2 separate regions of the Mus musculus genome follow, and region 1 is linked to region 2. Evidence: chromatin contacts called from public HiChIP or PLAC-seq data. All regions are on one chromosome and are shown on one strand. The core of a region is the stretch at or near the end of the contact, and the rest is flanking DNA. Distances in the headings are between cores, read along the strand shown.

The links. HiChIP or PLAC-seq counts read pairs in DNA pulled down with a chosen protein or histone mark.
Region 1: a CTCF HiChIP or PLAC-seq map of CD8 T cells shows a contact between it and region 2, with 43 read pairs. The contact joins the promoter of Dennd2d here to the enhancer-like site in region 2. A contact is called at or near these places in 1 of 39 promoter capture datasets (macrophages), 1 of 15 datasets of contacts at CTCF or cohesin (CD8 T cells), 13 of 484 Hi-C or Micro-C datasets (CD4 T cells, CD4 single positive thymocytes, CD8 T cells and 6 more), 11 of 115 datasets of contacts at active chromatin or transcription factors (CD4 T cells, CD8 T cells, the SCID.adh cell line and 6 more) and 2 of 9 other capture datasets (adipose tissue and liver).

What each region holds. Positions count from the first base shown.
Region 1 is chr3:106,482,127-106,488,746 of GRCm38.p6, reverse strand. It overlaps Dennd2d (DENN/MADD domain containing 2D), which reads right to left and starts at 2,707. Exons shown (of 12, transcript NM_028110.2): 1 at 2,427-2,707; 2 at 1,699-1,874; 3 at 784-896; 4 at 106-175. The coding sequence starts at 2,514. 2010016I18Rik (RIKEN cDNA 2010016I18 gene) reads left to right here and starts at 2,834. Exons shown (of 2, transcript NR_033207.1): 1 at 2,834-2,943; 2 at 5,314-6,620.
Region 2 is chr3:106,445,161-106,452,353 of GRCm38.p6, reverse strand. No RefSeq gene overlaps it. Among named protein-coding and RNA genes, the nearest start is that of 2010016I18Rik, 37 kb to the left of the region's middle. Within about 2 kb of position 2,658, at least 70 of the 459 cell types and tissues checked have an H3K27ac peak or open chromatin away from gene starts, as enhancers often do. A contact at or near this core is called in CD4 single positive thymocytes, CD8 T cells, the SCID.adh cell line and 8 more, where this site is marked.

The DNA of each region.
Region 1 (6,620 bases), core at 1,458-3,957, 36 kb before region 2:
GTATTCTCCCTACATGCACCATTCCCACCAAGCCTAAGCTTTTGTAGCCGTGTCTTTGGCAAGCCCAGCCTTGGAGAGGAAGGGGCGGTTCTGAATTGCACCAACCAGGAGGCGCCTGCAGTATCCGATCTTCCTGCTCCCATCCACATTGGTCAGGACAAATGAGAAGGTCTCCCTAAGAGAGAGCAGACCAATGGTGTTCATTTGCTCACTGGATCCTAAAACAAGAGTGAAGTCAGCTTCAGAGGAGGGGAGAGGAAGACAAAGGGGAGCTGCTGATTAATCATGGGGATAATCACAGCAGTCACTTACTAAGCACTTGATGGTGTCAAGCTCTAATGCATCGCCTCATTCGAGACTCAACTAAACATTTCTGAAGAAGGTTCAATTATTATCACCACTTTAAGGACCAGGTAAGTAAGGCTCTGAGGTTACTTCTTATCTAAAAATTGAAGTCCTGGTCTGCTTCCAGTGTTCATGATGCAAGCAAGAACCATTTCCTTATTGTAGAGGCCAAAGTCTTTCTCTCCAGTCCAGAGTAGAAAAAGATAAATAAATAAAAACATTTTTAAAAGGCAATTTCTTCTTCTAGGAAGAGGTAAGAGACTCTTTAAAGTCTTCAGAGAGAAAGTCAAGTCACAGCTTCAATCATTTGTCTAAAGGATCCCAAGCAAAATATTTCCCTGGCAAAAACTCAGCATTCATACCAGGTGAGGGGACAAGAGCCACGCATTTGCCCTTCTATCCAAATCTGATACCCTTTCCTGCAGGCTGAGTGGTTACCTGGGATACTCTGTGAGTGGTGCCCACTCATTTCCATCAGGGAAGCAGAACAAAGGGATGGCACTGAGCAACCGGTCCTCCTCCTCCTGCTGACCTCGGAGCAGGTTCTCCCTCTGTCAGGAAAAGACAGTGGAATTTAGGCAAAGAAGCAGAGGTCAGAAGCCTGTCAGCCTTCTTTCTGACCAACATGGGGTACAAAGGTGCCTTTGGTTGGTACCATACAGTCTGAACTCTAAGTCTAGCTGGAAGAACCTCAAAGAGAAAGCAATTTGTTCTGGGCCACATCAATGTAACCTTGGGTTGGAATTCAGTATCCTGAGGATTTACATATTCAAAAAGAAGATTAGAAAGGTCAGCTGGACCAACCTCCTGAGAGGGTGGCATCAGAGAGAAACCACATCATAGAAAAGAAGCAACCCTTCCAGTTGCTAAACCTTCTAACAAGAGAGGCTGGTAAGAAGGGGACATTACGCCTCACCCAGTGCATGATCAGGCAAGAAGAGATCTAATACTTTGGGAGACTGATCTTAGGCTGTGCTTGAGTCGGGGGCCTGCTTGATTCTCTACCACACAACCAGGAAGGCCATCCCTTCTTAGTAGTTCCAGCAGAAGCTGAGTTTTCCTGTAGGAAAAGGTGACTGAGGTGGAATTTGGAAGAACTGAAGGTTTCCCACAGGGGCAAGAGCATTGTTTCCCTGCTCCAGAGTTTCAGTCAGTCCTTCACAAAGCAGTCAGACCTAGATTCTCTGGGTGATTACAGAAAACTAGGGCTGGGCTACAAAGGAAACTAGAGCAGTGAGCTCAGGGCTAGAGCCCAGGCAGCGTGGTAAGACATAGAACTCCTCTATTACCTTTTAAACACACCTTCGTCCTCCCACCTCCATCCTCAGGCCCCACTTCTCCCTCCATCCTTACCTTGGGAAACTGGTAAGTGATCGTGGGCTCATAGTCATCCCCTAAACGCTTTTTCTTTAAAGAAACAACAAGAAGGTATTCAAAGAAGTGCTGGCCTCCAGCAAAGCTAGATGGAGAATGCTCCTGGATCCTTTCTGGCTCTGTGACAGCTTCCCCAGGATTGTTCTGGGATTGTCCTAAAATGGAGATGCAAGGGTCTCTTGAGTATTCTTTCCACTCCTCCATTCTGTAGTGCGAGCGAGAATCTGGGCAACAACCATGCCTCAAGGCTACAGTGCCAAGCCTGACCAGGCACCACCAGGCAGGATCAGAGCCAAGGGGGCAATTTCCATACCTGCCCTGGGAAACTTGAAACTGTGGAGTGACACAGGAAGAAAAGAAAACACTGATGTAGAACCGAGGAGCCATGCCATGCTGTGGAGGTTCTTGGAGGCCTGATGCCTGACACTGTATAGTCTGCCTGATGCAACAGTTCTGGGTATTTTGTGAGCCCTGAGTAAATTTGCACTAAATAATCAGAGTAGACCCATAGGGCATTTTTTGGTAATTATAGCAAGACCTCTGCAACAGACGGGACTAGCTCTGCAAACTGATAAGGCAATCCTCCTGGCTTGACCACATGGGGGCCATGTGGGTTTGAGCATATAAAGGAAAAAGAGGATCACTACAGCAGGAATCAGCCCATAAAAAGATCATCCGAAAAAGGAAGTAGGCAATCCAGTTCTGACCTGCTCGAAGTCGTGGCAAGCGATTTCGGAGCAGCCTGAGGGTTCGGCCTACCCCTTGTCCTTCCATCATTCTGAGCTTTGGGGGCATGGATGTTCTTTCTCCTTCAGGCTGGCCACAGAAAGCCTGAGAAAGTGCCTTCTGCCTTGGTCTCCAATCACAACTTTATTGAGCTGAGCCACACGCTGTCTCCCAAAGGCAGAGAGCAGTTTCCATCCTGTGTACTCCGTAATTGAGCAAGAAGGATGTGAAAGGACCCACGAGGCAGCTTAGTGTGGGCACTGACAGAAGCAGCATCCTGGCACTACAACTCAGCTCTTGGCTCCTCCCAAGAGCCCCAGGGTGTGGTAACAGAAAAGGTCATGAGCAAACATCTCAAGGCACAGCTGCTTCTGGGCCAAGGGCTTTCAATTCCAGTGCTTGCAGACCATGTGGTGAGTTTATTTACAAACCCAGGCAGCGAGGGATGCCTGTGAAGATCAGACTATGGACTCCAGTGCCTCGTGGGGCACAGCACAGGTATTTTACATCCCTCATCCTCCACTGCTCACGATCACCTTTTCAAGCAATCGTCGGGAGCTGCAAAGTCCCACCAGGCCAACTGGCGAATCTAAAACATCAAGGATCTTCAGGAACCCAGGACTGAACACTTCTTGCAGCCAAGATGCCAGATTGCCCTGATTCAGATAAGTAGACTTGCCCACTCATTCTCTAAATGTACTAATAACTTGTAACAGGAGAGGCCCACCTCTGAGAGGCCCAGATATACAGAATAGCTGTGAAGGTGATTACTTCACCCACTCCTCCCTGGCAATCTTTCCTGATCTAAGGCATAAATCTCTCTCACTATTCCAGGGTTCCGGAAGAATCCTTTCTCTCACCATCTTTACTAAAAGGAAGCAATGACTCGGGAAATCGTCCCCAGCTTAGAGTAGGAGCCTAGTTGCATCAGCAGCTGTAGGGGTACAGAGCATCTTCACCCCTCCCCTACCCCTGCTCAGCCTTTCCTCTGGTTGGGCCAGGACAAGCTAAACAGCAGGCCCAGTACTATGTCTAGAGATTGAGGAAGAGGAGAAAAGTAGTCGCTGATACCCTGGGTTATTAAACAGAAAGTCCTGAATAAGGAAATGTACAGGATAAGAGGAAGGAGACTTTGCCCAGAAGTAACTTAATGGGGAGGGAAGAAGTAAAAGGATCTGGTGCCTGTGTCTGCCACTCCTGCAAAGAATTAGCAGCCCTCTGGGAGGGAGTGTGTTGCTATGGTAAGAAGGAAGGCTGTCACCCTACTCCTAAGAGCACTGAAACTGTGGCACTGGTAAAATGCAGGACTCAGAAACCCAACATTGACTTGTGGCGGAAGCAGCAATCATAGTACAGATGATGAGAGTTGGGATCTTGAGAACGGGGAAGCAAGACACCACAGAAAGTACTTGTGTCTTACTTGTAGCCTGTATAGACATGTTGCATAATCTTTACTGGTTGCCTTACGGAGCAAGAGCATGCCTAGTACAGAAAGGAAAACCGAGGCATTAAGTCACTCGGAGGCAATTGAAAATGAACAGGATCTGTACAAAGTGAACGTCATAAAAAGTTCCAAATCCAGGCTCAGGCCTTCTGGTGTATTACACAGTAAACATCTCCCGGTAGGAAGAGGTAGTGGGTGGAGTGGGATGGGTGGCGAGCAAATGGCTTGGGGGGCCAGAGTCATCTTCCTGGTCATCCCAGAAGCTCAGGAAATGTCTTTTCCTCAGTCCTTGGGGCTGGCTTTTCACTCCATTTCCTCCTGCTTTATCAGGAGAAACAAGGGACCAGCAATGTCAGAAATCCCAGACCAATGAAAAGTAACTAAGACCTTTGGGCTGAGGCTCAAGATCCAACAGAGTGTTTTCTCCTTCTCCCCCTTTCAAAAGGGGTTCTCACAGAAAAGCACGAGAAGGATCAATATGCATCAAACTCCTCTATAGTAGAAGGCACCTCACTTGACCCGGATGCCCTGGAATGGATTATTATCCTCAATTTTAATTGAGGGAGGAGCCACTCCTCTAGGGAAGTCAGGCGTCTGGTTATACTTGTTCCTCCAACAGGAAGCCCCTCCCACAACCACCTGAAGGAAGAGAGGGGACTTTAGGGAACCTTGATCTGAAAAGCTGTTGTGTGTTCTTTGCTGAACTGCTAGCAACCCAGAATCACCGTAACAGTCTTCCCTACCAGTGTTTTACACACACACACACACACACACACACACACACACACACACATCTCTAAGACAAAACAGCCTGAGCCAGTGAACCAGAAGGGGAAATCCCCCAGGAAGCAAGAGGACAGTAAGAAAGATGAAAGAGTCACACCCATATGACCTGACAGGTGCTAAAGTTGTGACCAGGTACATATAGAATGCCTGCCTTCCTGTTCCTCCACCACAAGGAAGATCCTCCAGGTACCATTGCTAGCCATATGCTGCTGTGAGGGTAAGGTGGAGAACAACTGAAATGTGTCCTCTGAGCCCTAGGAAGCAGACCCTAGCCATTCAGTAGCAGATTACTCAGGTCCAGGAAGCCCAAGAAAACCAAGCCAGAACTCTGTAGCAAAAAGAGGACTTATCTCCTCCCAACATACTGCTCCAGCCATTGCTGCCCTCTCCCTGGCACGCAGGTAGAAGAGGCATATGCCATAACGACCAGGCTGGAAGAGTGTGGTAGAAGCGAGAAGGTACAAAGAGCAGAGCAGTCACAAGTCCCTACAGTTACGAGAAGGAAGTACCGACCTCAGCTCTGAGGCCTCTTATGAGAGGGGGCCACTGATATCTTCACTTGCAAATTCAGGAAGAGGCGAGCTCTCTGGGAATGACTCTTACAAACTGGTTTTTTTTTTTTTTTTTTTTTTTTCCAGAAGCATGGGCTCTGTCTGAACAAACCCGAGGGTGACAGCTCAGCCATAGCACTGGCCAGACATAAACAGCAACAGATGTTTGTTGAATGAATGGATACATTAATGAATCCTAATTGCCCTTCTTCCAAGTCCCAGTGCTCCAGATAAGGAGAAAGGAAACGGATGGCACATCTAATTTCATCCCTATAATCCACCCTGGACAGGGAAAAGATTCCAATTTTACAGGTCAGAACTCAAGGTCCGGATTGAGGAAACAGCTGAGCTGATCTACCTGGCTGCTCTACTGAGGTCAGTGCTAAGGGCTTGGGGAGACCAGTTTTTGTGGCACGGTTATCTGCAAGGCAGGGACAAGCTGGATCTCCTCGGGAACTGAAAAAAAAAATCCAGTTAAGTAGGGAAGGGAAGCGCCTCCCGGAGGGCTTGACGGCCTAAGCTCTTTAGCCACAAAGTGGCTGCACCACAAGCTTCCTGGATAGAAGGACACGTGGCCCTTGGGGCCCCACAACCTTTGTAGGTTTCTGGCCACCAGGTTCCCCCTTGACCCAGCAGATCTGTCCCCTTGTTGACCTCTACCTGTTCCCTTGAGCTCACCTGCCTCCTGCCCAGCCCTCACAGATCCCGCCCAAACTGATCCACGTTCCTGACCCCAGTGCCGCACCGAGCCTATAGTTCGGGGGACCCCACGCCCTCTTTCCCCCGCGCGTTGTGGCCCGCACTAACCCCGCTGGCCGCGTTTCAGTCTCAGGCTGGCTCGGAGGCGGCGGCCGAGCCCATCCATGGCCCCTCCAGTGCCCAGCGCCTGCTCCCACGTCCGCGCCAGCCCCGCCCCCCAAATCCTTGACCTTCTTGGGGCCCTGGAACTTTCACTTTCACGCGGGAGGCGCAAGGAGGGGGTGGGGCGGGGCAGCGCACCTTCCGGGCTCCTGCCCAACCCCTGGCGCACCTGGGCTGGCCGCTCTTCTCGGGTCCTCACCCTACCCCTCTGCGCCTCTAGGCTCGGGGTGCCAGAGGGCGCCAGCGCGTCCATCCGGGAGGGGCGGTACCATCTCATTGTCACCCTTTGTGAAACTTCACCTTCTGAAACACTCTGGTAGGTGCCTAAAGAGAGAGACCCCTACCTCCAGGGCAAGGACTGGAAGATGCGCCTCCCTGGTGTTTCCAAACTATCCGGAGGAGTAGAACTCTCAGACCGCATGCCCTTCTAACCAACTCCTCCACGCCTGCTCTTACAACTATTCAGAGTCGCTGGCTACTTCCAGACCTTTTTGTCTTTTCTACTTAGGCACCCCAGAAAAGGGACTGAAGAA
Region 2 (7,193 bases), core at 1,409-3,908:
AATACTTCCAAGTTGCCCCATGGGGAAAAACATTTTAATTTTTCATTACTACTACTACTACTACTACTACTACTACTACTACTACTACTACCACATTGTGACTGGTTTCCCCTTTCTCCTCTCCTCTCCTCTCCTCTCCTCTCCTCTCCTCTCCTCTCCTCTCCTCTCCTCTCCTCTCCTCTCCTCTCCTCTCCTCTCTTCTCCTCTCCTCTCCTCCCAGTTTCCAATCCCACCTCCCTTCTGTCTCACTCTCCCCATTTACTTCTCCTTTGTTTCTCTTCAGAAAAGGGCAGGCCTTCCATGGATATCAACCATACATGGCATACCAACCTGCAATAATACTAGCAATTTCCCCTCATATCAAGGCTGGATGAGGCAACCCAGAATGAGGAAAAGGGTCCCAAAAGCCAGCAAAACAGTCAGAGACATCCCCTGCTCCTTCTGTTAAGAGTCCACAAGAATACCGAGCTACACAGTTGTAACATATATGCAGAGGGCCAAGGTCAGTCCCACGCAGACTCTATGATTGTCAGTTCAGTCTCTGTGAGTCTCTATGAGCTCAGATTAGTTGATTCTATGGGGTTTCTTGTGGCGTTCTTGACTCCCCTGGCTCTTACAATCCTTCTTCCTCTTCCTTTGCAGGATTCTCAAGCTTTGTCAAATGTTTGGTTGTGGGTCTGTTTTCACCAGTTTCTGAATGAATCCTCTCTAATGACAGTTGGACTAGGTACCAATCTATGAGTGTAGCAGAATATCATTTTGTTGACTTTTTCTCCCAATCATGTTTGTTTCTATCCTAGGTGCCTGGATCCTGGAATCCATACAGTGTCAGGGGGTGAGAATCCCTTTTCTGGCATGGATCTCAAGTTGGACCAGTCTTTGGTCACTGCCACAATTTCTGTGCAATATTTATCCAAGTAAAACTTGTAGTCAGGACAAATTGTATGTCAAAAGTTTTCTGACTGGGTTGGTATCTCGGTCCCTCTGCTGAGAGTATTGCCTGGTTACTAGAGATGACCAGTTTAGGCTCAGTATCCCCCATGGCTAGGAGTCTTAACTAGAATCACACTTGTACATTCTGGGAGTTTCCATTGCTTTAAGGTTCCTAGCTTGTCCCCAAGATTCCCCCAATCCCAGTTATCTCTCCCAGGACTCTCTTCTTCCATGTTCTCCCCACTTTATCTTTCCAATTTCTGTCCCTGCTTCCACCCTCAATGTCTATTTTATTTTCCCTTCCAAAGGAGTTCATGCATCTCCCCTTGAACCCTCTTGTCACTTAGAACCTCCCAGTCTGTAAATTATAACATGGTTATCCTTTACAGCTAATATCAACTTATAAGTGAGTACATACCATGTTTGTTGTTCTGAGTCAGGATGAATTTTTTTCTAGTTCCATACATTTGCCTGCAAATTTCACTACATCATTGTTTTTAACAGCTGAGTAATATCCCATTGTGTGAATGTACCACACTTTTTAAAATCCATTCTTTAGTTGAGGGTGCTTTCCTATTTCCAGCTCTTACACAGAAAGCTGCTGTGAAGAAGCTCTACTACAGACCTATAGTAATAAAAAAGCACATGGTTTTGGCATAAAAACACAGATTGATCAATGGGATTGAATTGAATTCCCAGATGGACTTCACACACCCATGGACAACTGATTTATAACAAAGAAGTCAAAATAATACAATGGAATAAAGAAATAAATGCTGCTGGTCGAACTGGATGTTGGTATGTAGAAGAATGTAAATAGATCAATATCTTTAACCCTACAGAAAACTTAAGTCCAAGTGGCTCAAAGACTTCAACATAAAACCAGATACACTGAATCTGAGTAAAGAGTAATTGGGGACTAACCTTAAATGCATTGGCACAGGAGACAATTTCTGAACAGAAGACTAAGATTGGCAATTAATAAATGTGATCTCTTGAAACTGAAAAGTTTCTGTAAGGCAAAAGATGCCATCAGTAAGGATGAATGGCAGCCTATAGACTGGGAAAAATATCTTCACCAATCCTACATCTGACAGAGGGCTAATTTCCAAAATATTTATTAAGAAAACCTCAAGAAACTAGACATCAAAACCCAGGAAATCCAATTAAAATGGGGTACAGAGCCAAATAGAAAATTAGCAACAGAAGAATCTCTAATGGGAAAGAAGCATTTAAAGAAATATATAACATCCTTAGCCATCAGGGAAATGTAAATCAAAGTGACTCTGAAATTCCATCTTATACCTATCAGAATGACTAAGGCCAAAAACTCAAGTGGCAGCTCATGATGGTGAGGATGTGGAGCAAGGGGACAACTCCTCCATTGCTAGTAAGAGTGAAAACTTGTACAATCACTTTGGAAATCAATATGGAGTTACTCTTATTATGCCCAATTCACAAGAACTTGATACACTCTGTGTTGTAACTAAGTTTGGACAGCACCGTAGAGAATGAGGAACGATCACCTCAGATCCTGTCAGTGTCCATCCTGTCTTCTATAGCATGAGTCCCCAGAGGTTTTGCCCCATGACTGACTGGTGCTTACATCCTCCTCTCTCACTTTCTCCCTCAACTCTCAGTTTTGAAGATCTCAAGCCCCTCCCTCATCAAACATTAGGAGGAGATCAAAGACACATTCAGTGCCAATCCTCCACCCCAAAACATAGACAGGAAGACGATCTCAGCCCACATCCTGTGTTTAAACAAAGTTCTCCATATGGGTGACTCAACACAGGCAAATGTTCATGAACATCCTTCAGTTCAAAACCAACCACTGTACCCGGGCTTCCAGTAAATCACCCATTCTTCCATTAGTTCGTTAGTTCATGGCCAGCAGCTGATCTGTTGTGTGTATTGAGGCCAATAAAAAGGGCACAGATGATCATTTATTTGTTCTTGTACTTACACACTTAATGACCTCCTGAGGTCTTTCTTTTCTTTCTTCTCTTTAATCTTTTTATAGGTAAGCTGTTGCTTGGGTAGAATAGACAAGCCTAGAGCTTTTCATCTTCCTGTCTTTGCTCCTAGGCTCAAGATCTATAGGTTTGCCCCACTCTGCATGTCAGACTCTGGTGTTTTGTTTGAAGCCCATGCCCAAAAGACACTGGATTGAGGATGAAGGACCAACAAATAGTCTTGGTTTCACTTTCCACTTAGTGGAAGGGAAGAGATTAAAATCTACCATTACACAACCTTGTAACCATCTAGGTATGTACACACTGTACAAGAGATTTTAGTTTAGATTTGTCAGTAACTTTTTATGCAGAAAGAGTTCACAGACAAGGTGAGTATGAGGGTAGGGGATGCCCTGAAGTTCAGGTTATTTTTTCTTCCTGGTTCTTCACTATGACTACATCTTTCATGTTCTCTAGGTTTAGTAAAGTCTTGAAGGTCTCACCTGTCTTCAAATGCCTGTCTTTAAATTTATAGTCCTTGCACTGGGAAGAGGCCATTTTAATACTTACTCTGGAGTTTACTTTAACAAGGCTCTCAAGTGCTCCTGTAGGGGTATGTGTCCTATTAACTTAACCCCTGCTAAGAAAGAAGTTGGGAAATAATCTTAGGACAGTACATGGCATTGAACTGCCCATCACTGACCACAAGATGGTGCTGTTACTCTAGTCTTCATGTACCAACATAGCAAAGCATCCTGTCAGAAAATGGTAGAGAGATCACTGATGACTTTAGTTTCCTGAGATTGGATCTGGTCACCTAGTTAAAATACCAAGACAAATGCCCTCAAAAACATGCTAGCAAGTGTGTGTTTATATGTGTCCATCCACAGTGATACATGTGATATACTAGAATGATCTTTTTCAGCATCGTTGGAAATACCCACCAAAAGACAAGAAGATCTCAGTTCAGACTGACAAAGAATGCCAAGTTCAAGCAAAGTTATAGGGGTTTTTAACTTTAGGTTCTGTTTCAAAATGCAGATAAGGGGGTCTTAGATCTCTGGTCAGGTCTTTTTTCTCTTAAAAGTGATTTCTAAAATTTTTTTTTGTTGTGAACATTTTAACATTTCTTAGTCAATGAGAATTTATAGAGATTAAATGTGCACACACTGATAGAAGGTACCTTGAAACAACTCTTCCCACAAGACTCTACTTGATATTGATGGGAATCTGGGGAAACTCCAGGCTCCAGTGGGTTCATTATAAAAGATTTTGGGTAGGACAGTTCTTGGAGTTTCTGTCAACTATTCTAACAAAATTAGTTGCTAACAGGTGTTATATATCCTGGTATCATAATACATTTTAGTTTGGGTAAATAGTAGAATAATGAAGCTATCAGTACCCAATTATAAAATGTTATATTTCATAATTTTGTCTGAGACAAAAATATTTCATAAGTATTGATGCCTCTCAACATGGGATGAGTGTGATGGCCAAACCTTGTTGTCAGACTCACAGGTCTCATTTAAATATTGCGATCTAAGGATCAGTATCTAAATAGAACAGCCCTAGCCTGGATCTATTATTTAGAGATCACAGGAAATGGCAGTGCCCCTTCCTAGTCCATTTCAGGCATCCTCTGTATTTGATACAACTATATGAAATTAAAAATAAAATACATCTAATCTAGGAACTAGCAGCCAGACAGGCAATGTTGGATAGAGTAGGAGCCATATGGGAGAAGTTTTGAAGTGACAGTGACAGTGACATTTCGTATTCTGGGGTAGTTTGTTGAAGTTGCAGCCCCAGCTGCAGTTGAAGTCCCAGGATGGAAGTGGTCATGCAGAGAAATTGAGGCTTGGAACCATGAAATGAGCCATTGAGAGGCTATTGATGAAGGTGTATTTTAGTGGTATCAGAATTTTCCAGCAATTTGGAGATGACAGTACCATGGAATGATCACAGAGAAGGGCAACAGTTATGGAATGGAGCCAATTGGAGTCTAGAAGACAATCTATGTGTGTTGGAGAGAACAGAACTAGAGAGTTGACCCAAGCCCATTGGAGGAGCCGAGACAATCATGACTGAATCCCAGACATTGGACCTTGAGTTATTTACACTTTTGAAGTATGATTTTGCTACGATTTGAGTGTGACTATGCCTGATTCATCCCTCTTGAAATAAGGAAGTGTTTAATTTATTTTTGATGTCACAGGGAGACTTCAACATTTAAATACTTTGGACTTTAAAAAGATAGGCTATTTTTTCTTTTTTTTCCCAATTTTTATTAGGTATTTTCTTTATTTGCATTTCAAATGCTATCCGGAAAGTCCCCTATTATCCCCCCCCCCTGCTTCCCTAGGCACCCACTCCTAATTGCTGGCACTTGTTTTCCCCTGTACTGGGGCAAATAAAGTTTGCAAGACCAAGGGGTCTCTCTACTCAATGATGGCCGACTAGACCATCTTCTGCTACATATGCAGCTAGGGACATGAGCTCTGGGGGTACTGGTTAGTTCATATTGTTGTTCCACCTATGGAGTTGCAGACCCCTTCAGCTCCTTGGGTAGTCTCTCTAGATCCCCCATTGGGGGCCCAGTGTTCCATCCAACAGTTGACTGTGAGCATCCACTTTTGTGTTTGCCAGGCACTGTCATAGCCTCACAAGAGACAGCTATATCAGAGTCCTTTCAGCAAAATCTTGATGGAATATGCAATAGTGCCTGCTTTTGGTGGCTGATTCTGCGATGGATCCCCGGGTGGGGCAGTCTCTGGGTGGTCCATCCTTTCATCTCAGCTCCAAACTTTGTCTCTGTAAATCCTTCCAGGGGTGTTCTGTTCCAAATGTTAAGAAGGGGTGAAGTGTCCACACTTTAATCTTCTTTCTTCTTGAGTTTCATGTGTTTTGCAAATTGTATCTTGGGTATTCTAAGTTTCTGGGCTAATATGCACTCATCACTGAGTACATATCATGTGAGTTCTTTTGTGATTGGGTTACCTCACTCAGAATGATGCCCTCAAGGTCCATCCATTTGCCTAGGAATTTCATAAATTCATTCTTTTTAATAGCTGAGTAGAACTCCATTGTGTAAATGTACCACATTTTCTGTATCCATTCCTCTGTTGAGGAACATCACGGTTCTTTCCAGCTTCTGGCTATTATAAATAAGGCTGCTATGAACATAGTGGAGCATGTGTCCTTATTACCAGTTGGAACATCTTCTGGATATATGCCCAGGAGAGGTATTGCGGGATCCTGCAGTAGTACTATGTCCAATTTTCTGAGGAACCGCCAGACTGATTTCCAGAGTGGTTGTACAAGCTTGCAATCCCACCAAAAATGGAGGAGTGCTCCTCTTTCTCCACATCTGGCCAGCATCTGCTGTCACCTGAATTTTTGATCTTAGCCATTCTGACTGGTGTGAGGTGGAATCTCAGAGTTGTTTTGAATTGCATTTCCCTGATGATTAAGGATGTTGAACATTTTTTCAGGTGCTTCTCAGCCATTCGGTATTCCTCAGGTGAGAATTCTTTGTTTTGCTCTGAACCCCATTTTTTAATGGGATTATTTGATTTTCTGGAGTCCACCTTCTTGAGTTCTTTATATATATTGGATATTAGTCCCCTATTTGATTTAGGATTGATAAAGATCCTTTCCCAATCTGATGGTGGCCTTTTGGTCTTATTGACTGTATCTTTTGCCTTACAGATGCTTTGTAAATTGATGAGGTCCCATTTGTCTATTCTTGGTCTCACAGTACAAGCCATAGCTGTTCTATTCAGGAATTTTTCTCATGTGCCCATATCTTCGAGGGTTTTCCCCACTTTCTCCTCTATAAGTTTCAGTGTCTCTGGTTTTATGTGGAGTTCCTTGATCCACTTAGATTTGACCTTAGTACAAGGAGATAGGAATGGATCAATTCACATTCTTCTGCATGATAACTGCCAGTTGTGCCAGCAGCATTTGTTGAAAACGCTGTTTTTTTTCCACTGGATGGTTTTAGCTCCCTTGTCAAAGATCAAGTGACCATAGGTGTGTGGGTTCATTTCTGGGTCTTCAATTCTATTCCATTGGTCTAATTGTCTGTTGCTATACCAGTACCATGTGGATTTTATCACAATTGCTCTGTAGTACAGTTTTAGGTCAGGCATGGTGATTACACCAGAGGTTCTTTTATCATTGAGAAGAGTTTTTGCTATCCTTGGTTTTTTATTATTCCAGATGAATTTGCAAATTGCCCTTTCTATTTCGTTGAAGAACTGAGTTGAAATTTTGATGGGGATTGCATTGAATCTGTAGATTGCT